Regions from separate parts of the Mus musculus genome. Here region 1 is linked to region 2. The links are chromatin contacts, called in public ChIA-PET maps. All regions are on one chromosome and are shown on one strand. The core of a region is the stretch at or near the end of the contact, and the rest is flanking DNA. Distances in the headings are between cores, read along the strand shown. Region 1 holds the start of Bicdl1 (BICD family like cargo adaptor 1). Region 2 holds the start of Cox6a1 (cytochrome c oxidase subunit 6A1).

What was found. ChIA-PET counts read pairs in DNA pulled down with a chosen protein or histone mark.
Region 1: a contact with region 2 is called in an RNA polymerase II ChIA-PET map of effector CD8 T cells, with 10 read pairs. The contact joins the promoter of Bicdl1 here to the promoter of Cox6a1 in region 2. A contact is called at or near these places in 1 of 484 Hi-C or Micro-C datasets (embryonic stem cells) and 1 of 115 datasets of contacts at active chromatin or transcription factors (effector CD8 T cells).

What each region holds. Positions count from the first base shown.
Region 1 is chr5:115,729,888-115,734,517 of GRCm38.p6, forward strand. It overlaps Bicdl1 (BICD family like cargo adaptor 1), which reads right to left and starts at 1,734. Exons shown (of 9, transcript NM_001080808.2): 1 at 1,235-1,734. The coding sequence starts at 1,672.
Region 2 is chr5:115,346,877-115,351,577 of GRCm38.p6, forward strand. It overlaps Cox6a1 (cytochrome c oxidase subunit 6A1), which reads right to left and starts at 2,082. Exons shown (of 3, transcript NM_007748.5): 1 at 1,963-2,082; 2 at 1,689-1,831. The coding sequence starts at 2,071.

The sequences.
Region 1 (4,630 bases), core at 484-2,983, 380 kb after region 2:
TTTCCTTTCTTCTGATTTAACTTTCGATAGGTGACTAGACTCTAGACGCACATCAATCCCACGGCAGAAGTGTTTGTCCACTCACATTCTGACCAAACAGAAGCAGTGGAGGAGAACCTGACAGAGGGCTAGTTTCGGGCCTGGTCACATCTGTACTATGATGTTCTCGTAATGAGAACGAGGAGAACTAGTCCAAGAAAAATGGGTAACAGTGCTGAACGCAGAGGGCCAGAAAAGCCTGGCTGTTTCCACAGCTCGAGCCTGCTCTCCTTTTTATTTTGAAAACCTACCACTTTGGAATGGCTATCTTTTTCTAGGTACCCTCAGTTACCATTCAAGACTCTTTCTGCTTAAGAGCAAAATCCCAATAAACACAGTTGTAGACGATGTTGTTGCATGGAATTAACAGAAATATTACTCATTTGAAAACGTACTTAGGATTATTTATTAACTGGGGTGTGTGTGTAGGCCGGAGGACACGTTGCTAGTGACATCCCACATGGGTTCTGAGGAACCAATTGGGGCAAGTGACCTTACCCACTGAACCATTTTGCCAGGAAACGACCCTCCCACAGGGGTGGGTGAGGGGAAATGTTTTTAGTAGTGGTTAAAAGTAACATACATGCTAAGACCCAGGACACAGGAAAGTACTACTGAGACACACATAGCTACTGAAGCCCAAACTAATCACATGATGAGCCCTGCCTTCTCTGATTTCTGCAATGGAACCACATCCCCTAATCCCTAAGCATTTGAAAGCTATATAAAGCTCCTTTCGAGGCACTTGTTCCCCACAACTCTCTGCCAGAAAGTTAAGACAAGGGCATCCAGAGGCCTTAATGCCCGGACTGGAAAGCTCTGGGCTAACACCCTGATTAGAGATTAACTGCTTCTCCGAACACCTGAAGCATATTTTAAATGCTTCTCGATGTTCTCATTTCTGTGTGCAGATATCGCCTTGGTGCTGTATAAATTAGTCATACTGTAAGCTCTATTTTAGACTCTGTGTACAATACATATATAGAACGGCCCACAACGGTGAGAGACGTGCACGGACTCACATCCGAGCTGGGTGGGAAAGGCAGGTGGGCTCAACGAACGCGCTGATGCTGGTGAAAACTATCCCTCCTGCCTCCCCGTTCTCGATGATCTTCTTCGAGGTAGACTAGGCACGGAAACGGGGAGGACAGGCAGGCACCCCAGCTCCCCACCCATGCCGCCGGAAGGTCCTCACCTCTAGCTTGTCCGTCAGCTCCTTGTGCATCTGCTCGTACTGCCGGCTCATGTCCTGGTTCCTCTCGAGCAGCGCCTTGCCTAGTCGGGCCGCCAACACCAGATCCTTCTCCTTCTGGCGGATCACCGACAGCAGCTCGGGATCCTGGGTAGGCGGCGGCGGCAGCGGCGGCCCGTGCCCCTCAACCGGAGACTCCGGCTCCGCCTGAGGATGCTCGCCGGGCTCGGACGACCGCTCCCCGGCCGCCAGCAACGCCAGCTCCTCCTCTAAGGCCAGTTCCAGTTCCCCGGGACCTCCGGGGAAGGAGACGAGGGCGGCAGCAGTGGCGGGACTCCGGACTGCGTCCCCGGCCCCAGCGGGCAGCTCCATGCAGCAGGCGCTGTCCGGCTCGGCGGGTGCTGAAGCTCGGCCGGCCAAGCCCAGGCAGAAGGCGGACATGGCCCGCGCGCGCCGAGCCCGCAGCGGTGCGGCCCGGCCGGCGCGCGCCAGGCTGCAAGGCGGGGGGTGGGGATGGGGATGGCGGGGGAGGGGCCCCGCCGCGCCGCCCCGCGCTTCGCCTCGCCTTGCGCCGCGGCACGCGCCCCCCGGGTCCCCGCGAGCCCTGGGCGCGGCGCGCGCGGGCGGGCAGGCGGGCGGCCCCTCCCCCGCGCCGGCGACACGCGCCCCCGCCCCCGGGGGGCTCAGCTGCTGGCGCGCGCCCGGGACGCGGACGACGGGGGTGGGCAAGAGCGGCAGAAGGGGAGATTGAAGAGGGGTGGCGGGGTGCGGAGCGGGAGGAGAAGCCGCGCTAAGGATCGCCGCCGCGGCCGGGGTTCAGCCGCCCTGTTGCTGCCGCTGCTGCTTCTGCTGCCGCCGTCGCCGCCGCCGCCGGCCGGCCGGCGCCTCACGGGGAGGGCTGCGCTCCGCTGTCGCTGCGTCGCTCGTTGCTGCTGCTGCCGTCGGCCGCTCCTTGCAGCCGCGCTCCATGTCCCCCGGCTCGGCGGCAGCAGCGGCGGCGACGGCGGCTGCTGCTGCTGCAGGGGCCGAGGCGGCGGCTCGACATCGTTGGCCGCACAGCCCCGGAGCAGTCCTTCCTTCTTGCCTGCCCGGCCCCGCAGCTCACCCGGCCGAGGAACCCGCCCGGCTCGCCCGCCGGGCTCGCTCCTCCGCCCGCCCGCCCCGCGCTTCCGGCCGCGCCCCTCTTCCCCGCCCCGGGGGCCGGCGCCTGACGCGCGCGGGCACCTGTTCGCCGCCGCGCCCGCGCGGGATTCGCCGACGCTCCGCTCGCCTCGGCCGCGCCCAGGTGGCGCCCGCCTAACCCGGACGTGGCCTCACGCGACGCGGGGACGGATGCGCGCGCCGCCCGTGGGGAAGCTCAGCGCGTCCTGAAAGGCCGGAGCCTCTCCCTCCCGTGTGTGTGTGTGGGGGGGGGGGGTGGGGACGGCCACGCCCCCGGCCTGGAGCCACGCCCTCAGCCTCGTTCCCAGCTCTAGGTGTGGCCACGCCCCCTGCGCGCTCACCTAAGGGTGCGGCTCTACGTCCACCACTTCTCCGACTCCTCCTCAGCTTGGCGCTCGGCCACGCCCCCTGCCTCGTTTTCGCCGGGGCCACGCCCCCCGCGCTCGCACCTCTGGGTGTGGCCTCCTCCTCCTCCAGACTCCCACGCTCTCACCCCTGATGGCGCTCTGCAGCGGCACGCGTCCTCTTCCTCGCCTCCGCGGCCCCAGCCCGCAGCCTCTCTTCGGTTTGGGGAGCTGGCGGGAGCCCCATTTGGATTGGGTCTTGTGGTGGGGTATCCTAGCTGGTCTGTGGTCCGAGGGGGCTGCGGACAATTATGTGAGTCAGGGAGCCAGGCGGAGAGCCATTTGCAGTGCGGGATTTCTATCTGAACCCCTGCAAGAGCTAAGCAGTCGGGAGAGGGAGCCCTCGAGAAAAGGAGGCGGAGGAATGACTTGGAGAACCCAGCATCTTCATACTGATGACTCAGGGATATGAGAGAAAAGGGTTTGTGGAGAAATAACGGGAGAAAACAAAAATCCTGCTTCTAGATGGGGGATACAAAGCACAGACATTCCCCAGTAATAACTACCTGAGCCATGTCCAGCTTTTTCTTTGTTAGTTTTATATGCGTTATCTTAATCTCACAAGGGTTTTATAAGGTGTTGTCCTTCTTGCTGTTTATACATGGGAAGAAACTCAGACTCTAGACTTGGGTTCTGCCAGGCTGACTCTGGGATTCCCATTAAATTATTATTCTTTCTTAACATGTGACCCCCATCTGGGGGAAGATAAGCAGTGATTTACAAAGACGATGGGTCGACTCAGTACACTTTCCTGCGATGAGGAAAGAATGACGCTACAGGGTGACTGCGGGTCTCTTCTTTCTTTGATCGAGGTGGTATTTCGGGAGCCAGAACTGGTCTTTATTGTTTGCTTTTCCTGTTTAGCCACAACCTCTTTTTTTTAAAGTGAGGTCATACTTTACCTCTTTTTATCCTGGTGAAATGGAAATTTTAGGACACCCAGAAGTTGAGACGTTTCTCTTTGAGTTTTTGTTTGTTTTTTTTTATTAAATTCAGAGCCTAAACAATTACCTTGTATGACAATCCACTCCAGGACCCAAGGCAAGAATCCAAAAGTTCTCCAGCCTCGGGGCTGGCTTGGGGGGAAAGACAGGTGAAGTGTTATCACGTCAGATCTTAGAGCTAAAATAGGCACTCAGGCGCAGTACCATTGAAGCAAGGGACTATACCAGCACATTTTATTATGCCCTGCCACACATACCTTGGTCAGAATTGGTGGGTCTTGGTGGACTGCAGATGAAACTCCCCTTTGTCATGATTGAAGCACGGAAGGACAAATCTCTCCCTAATCTATAGAGAGACGGAAATGGAGAACAGGATTCCCTAATTAAAGAGAGCTTGTGCTATATGCTTTTCTTTAACACAGACAGACGCCTAGAAAAGAGTGGCTTGCTGGCCTTGAACTCATTGGTCTCTATCTATTAGGCTTAGTTGTTGCTATGAACTTTTTAAGGGTTATCTATTCACGATGTATCCCTGCTAGGTGTTAAACTTACTCTGAACCTGAAGGTGAATTTGCACTCCGGATCCTTCTGTCTCCACGTCTAGAGTGTTAAGATTAAGTGTGCACCCAGATAGTATTCATTTCATTGGCCATGAGTAGTATGTTTCAATGAATGTCCAAAAAAATCGTGTTAAATATGAACTATTCAGAATAGTGCTCCTTAAGTTGGTCTCAGAATCACTTAACACTCTGAAAATTATTGAAGACATTAAAAAACATTGTTTAGCATGGGTTTAGGTATTGATATTTGCCATATCAGACATTAAAGGTAGAAAAATTTCTAAATATCTCATATTTAAAATACTCCTAATAAGCATGTGTTAAAATGTA
Region 2 (4,701 bases), core at 832-3,331:
TGGTGGCACACGCCTTTAATCCCAGCACTTGGGAGGCAGAGGCAGGCAAATTTCTGAGTTCGAGGCCAGCCTGGTCTACAGAGTGAGTTCCAGGACAGCCGGGGCTACACAGAGAAACCCCGTTTCAAAAAACAAAACAAAACAAAACCAACCCCCCCCCCCCCGCAAAAAAAAAAAAAAACCAAAAAAACAAAAGAAGAAGTTCTGTCCTCCTATAGAGTGGATCCCAAGAGACTAGCCCTCACTGGCAGACTTGGCAAGGTTGCTGAAACAGGGTTTCCTTATCTAGCTAACCTGGAACACTAAATAGAACAGTCTAATCAAAAACTTACAACGCTCCTCTTGCCTCTGCCTGCAGTGCTGGGGTTACAGCATGTATGACTCTGCCAATCATAGTTTTGTCTGATTTTGAGACGGGTCTCTTTATGTAGCCCTGGATGTCCTAGAATGTGCTATGTTGACCACCTGCCTCTGCCAGCATGAATATTATTCTGTGTACATCTCTGTGGGTATATGCACGAGTGTAGGTGTACACAGAGACCAAAGATATCATCCCTGCCTGCAGCTGGGGCTAAAGAATGTTGTGAGCCACCCACTGGAAACTAGGCTCTTCTGTAAGAGCAGCAGCACTCTACACCACTGAGCCCTCTCTCCTGTCCCTTCCCCTCCATGTTTGAAAAGCATTGCTCTTGGTCAATAGCTCACAACCATTTTTGGCTTTCTGTGGTAACCCCATTTAGCCCAAGCTAATCTCCATTTCATAACGTGGCAGAGAATAACCAGCAACTACTACTGATAGAAACTTCCTGATAGCTACTACTGAGAAAACGCTTGTTTTCTGACCCCAAGTGCCAGGGGCGGGATATGGGAGCATTATCTAGAGGCCTTAGGAGGGGGGTGCTACTGCCACCTAGTGGGCAGAGCCCCAAGGCAAGGCTGCTGTCAAACACCTTTTCTTTTTCTGAGAAAGTCTCCCCCCTGGCTGTCCTGGAGCTCACTTTGTAGACCAGACTGGCCTTGAACAAGACATTGGCTCTCTTTGGCCTCTCAAGTGCTGAGGCTGTACGGGAACGGCATGGAGCCTTCTGGGTTGTAAAATTGAAGTCTAGAATAAGTTTCTGCAAGGCCAGTCTTAGGTGAATTAGGTGATACAGTGGAAGACGGGCTTGTTAAAATACATCATGAGACATTATAACTGTCTTTTTTTTTTTTTTTTTTTTTTTTTTGGTTTTTCGAGACAGGGTTTCTACACGAACAGCCAAGGCAAAGAACTGATAAAACGACAGGCACTGTGAGAACCAACGGGCAGTCTGTGCTTAAGCCTACGCCAATCGCCCGGATCCCGGATCACCTTCAGGATTTGCGGCTATAAAGGGACACCCCAAACCTCCAAACTTTCCCGCAGGAAGCTAATAAAGTGCACCATTGGACAAAAGGTGACAAGTTGGAGGAGCTGAAAGCCCGCAGGCATTTACTGGGTGGCCTTTTAAGAAAACCGAGCCACGACCTACAAACTGGCTTCCCTTCCGTCAAACGAAGAGTAAATAAAATATTCTATCTGCACGGACGGACAGGCAGCCAAGATCCTAAAACTCCCCCAAGGGCTGGGCCAGGGGAGTGGACAACCCCGCAATAACGGATGCCTGGAGGACGGACGGACAGACGGACAGTAAAGGCGCAGCGCCTACCTTGGTCCTGATGCGCAGGTGAGGGTAGGCAACGAACGGGGGTCTCTCGTGCTCTTCGTGCCGCGACTTGAGGAACACGTTGAGCATGCTCACTCCCACCCCGGGCAGCGCCACGAAGTAGGTGAGGGCCTTCCACATCCGAGCTGCGGCGGGGGCCACAACGTCAGCCTCGGCCGCTCCCTCCCGCCAAGGTCACCGCCCCGGGCTCCGGCCCCGCCACGCCGCCGCACGCCACCCGCCGAGACCCCACGCCCATCCGAGAGCCCCCGGGTACCTGAACCCTCCTCGCCGTGGGCGCCACTCGACATGGGCCGCCTCAACCCGGGGAGGGCCCGGCCCAGCGGCCGAGAGACCCGAGACGCTGACAGCACCGCCGACGCCATCATGGAACTACACCGGCGCGCCGGAAGCGGAAATGGGGACGGGCGAAGGGGGCGGGACAAAGACGCCGAACGACGTTCCTATTGGGCAACGCCTTCTCAGACCTGGCTAGGAACTCCAGCGCCTGCGCACTTTATCCGTCCCTGGGGCGGCTGGAGCGAGAGCGCGCATGCGCCCCGTTCCTGTGCCCCATCTCCCTGCTTGTCAGCGCCTAGGTGAGGATGTCCGCGGAACTGAACTTTTGCGAGCTTTTCTGGTTTTAATCGCTCCCTTCTTTGGAGTCCCTGGACAGGATCTGAAGTGCGGAGAACAAGTCACGTTAGCGGAGGCGCCATTCTCTTTCCTCGCTCGCTGCCTTCTAATTCCGCGATTTCCCAGGCCCTCGACAGCCCTGTCCTTGTCGTTATCATTGTCCCTATCGCTCTTAAAGACCGTTGTTATTCTCTTCCGTTGTGCCCTACATAGACTGTAAAGTCCGCAGTGCTTAGATTTTTGCCAGCGCTGCATCCCGAGAGTTACCCGAAATCTTTCATGGCAAGTAGCAGGTGCTTTATGCAATTTAATGAATGAATGTATGAAACCGTGTATTAATGAGTCAAGGAACAGACCCAGGAACCAGTAAGGACCCTGCAATTGCCAGCAAATCTGGACTTTGTTTAGCTCCATATCCTCAGCGTTTGTTCAATGTTCCTGCTCCCGCTTTGAATACTACACACATCTGTTAAATTTTGTCTGTAGAACTTTACAAATATCTCCTTTTTCCCTTTTTATTTATTTATTTGTTTATTTATTTATTTATTTATTTTGGTCTAAAAGCCTCGCATCTTTAATGCTAGTATCTGCGAGGAAGACGCAGATGGAACTGACCCCAGGCCAGCCTCCTCTACAGAGTTCTAGGCTATCCAGAGGCTGCATAGTGAGACCCTGTCTCCATAAAAACAAAAACAACAAAACACGCTGTACTGGTTAGTTTTGTGTCAACTTGACACAGCTGGAGTTATCACAGAGAAAGGACCTTCAGTTGAGGAAATGCCTCCATGAGATCCATCTGTAAGGCATCTCAATTAGTGATCAAGGGGGAAAGGCCCCTTGTGGGTGGGACCATCTCTGGGCTGGTAGTCTTGGGTTCTATAAGAGAGCAGGCTGAGCAAGCCAGAGGAGGCAAGCCAGTAAAGAACATCCCTCCATGGCCTCTGCATCAGCTCCTGCTTTCTGACCTGCTTGAGTTCCAGTCCTGACTTCCTTTGGTGATGAACAGCAGGGTGGAAGTGTAAGCTGAATAAACCCTTTCCTCCCCAACTTGCTTCTTGGTCATCATGTTTGTGCAGGAATAGAAACCCTGACTAAGACACACGCCAAGTGAGGTGGCTCATAAGAGTGAGATGGGGTAGGAAGATTGCTGTGAGTTAGAGACTAGCCTGGGCTGTAGAATGAGACCCTGTCTCCGCTCACACACCCCTAAGTTTAAAATGTTTGTGTATATGGTACTGTTTTGAGAGACGGAGGTAGGGAATCTCTAGTTAGAGGCCAGCCTGGACCACGTCTATAGTCTGAGATTAGCCTTGCCTATATTGTAAGAGCCTATCTCAAAATAACAAAAGGAGGAAGAGGCAGCAGCAGACTCATGCATTTTAAAACATCCTTAACTGCTTGATGGATTCAAGACCAGACTGAACTATGTGAGCAATTAAAAAAAAAAAGCCGGGTGTGGTGGCGCACACCTTTAGTCCCAGCACTTGGAAGGCAGAGGCAGGCAAATTTCTGATTTCGAGGCCAGCCTGGTCTACAGAGTGAGTTCCAGGAGAGCCAGGGCTATACAAAGAAACCCTGTCTCAAAAAAAAAAAAAAAAAAAAAAGGTATATTGTTGCTGGATGGTGGTGGTACACACCTTTAATCCCAGCACTCGGGAGGCAGAGGCAGGTGAATTGGAGACCAGCCTGATCTACAAAGTGAGTTCCAGGACAGCCAGGGCTACACAGAAAAACCCTGTCTCAAAAAAAAAAAAAATCACACATGCACACAGCAAAAAGATGTATCATTTAACTATGTACTGGATTGTGTGTGTTTGTGTGTGTGTGTTCTCAGAGGCAGAAGATACCAGATCCCCTAGAGCTGGTGTTACAAAGGAATGTAAGTTGCCACACTTGGGTGCTGGGTACCAAACTGGATCTCTGCAAGAGCAGCAAGGTCCCTTCACCCCTGGCCATCGCTCCAGTTGCAAGTATTTAATAGTTTAGAATAGTTTCAGTTCTAGCACCTTTTAGGAATATAGTGATATCTTTGAACTAGTTTTTTTTATTATTTATTTATTATTATATATGAGTACACTGTAGCTGTCTTCAGACACACCAGAAGAGGGCATCAGATCTCATTGCAGATGGTTGTGAGCCACCATGTGGTTGCTGGGATTTGAACTCCGGACCTTTGGAAGAGCAGTCAGTGCTCTTAACCGCTGAGCCATCTCTCCAGCCCATGAACTAGTTTTTTAAAAAAAGATTTAACTGAGTATTTATGTGTATTATTACTGGCTCATCCTATCTGCAAGAATGGGCATCGTGTGTGTGCAGTACCCTTAGAGGCCAAAAGAGGGTGACAGAACTTCTGAAACGGATACATGAGCGGTCATGTGGG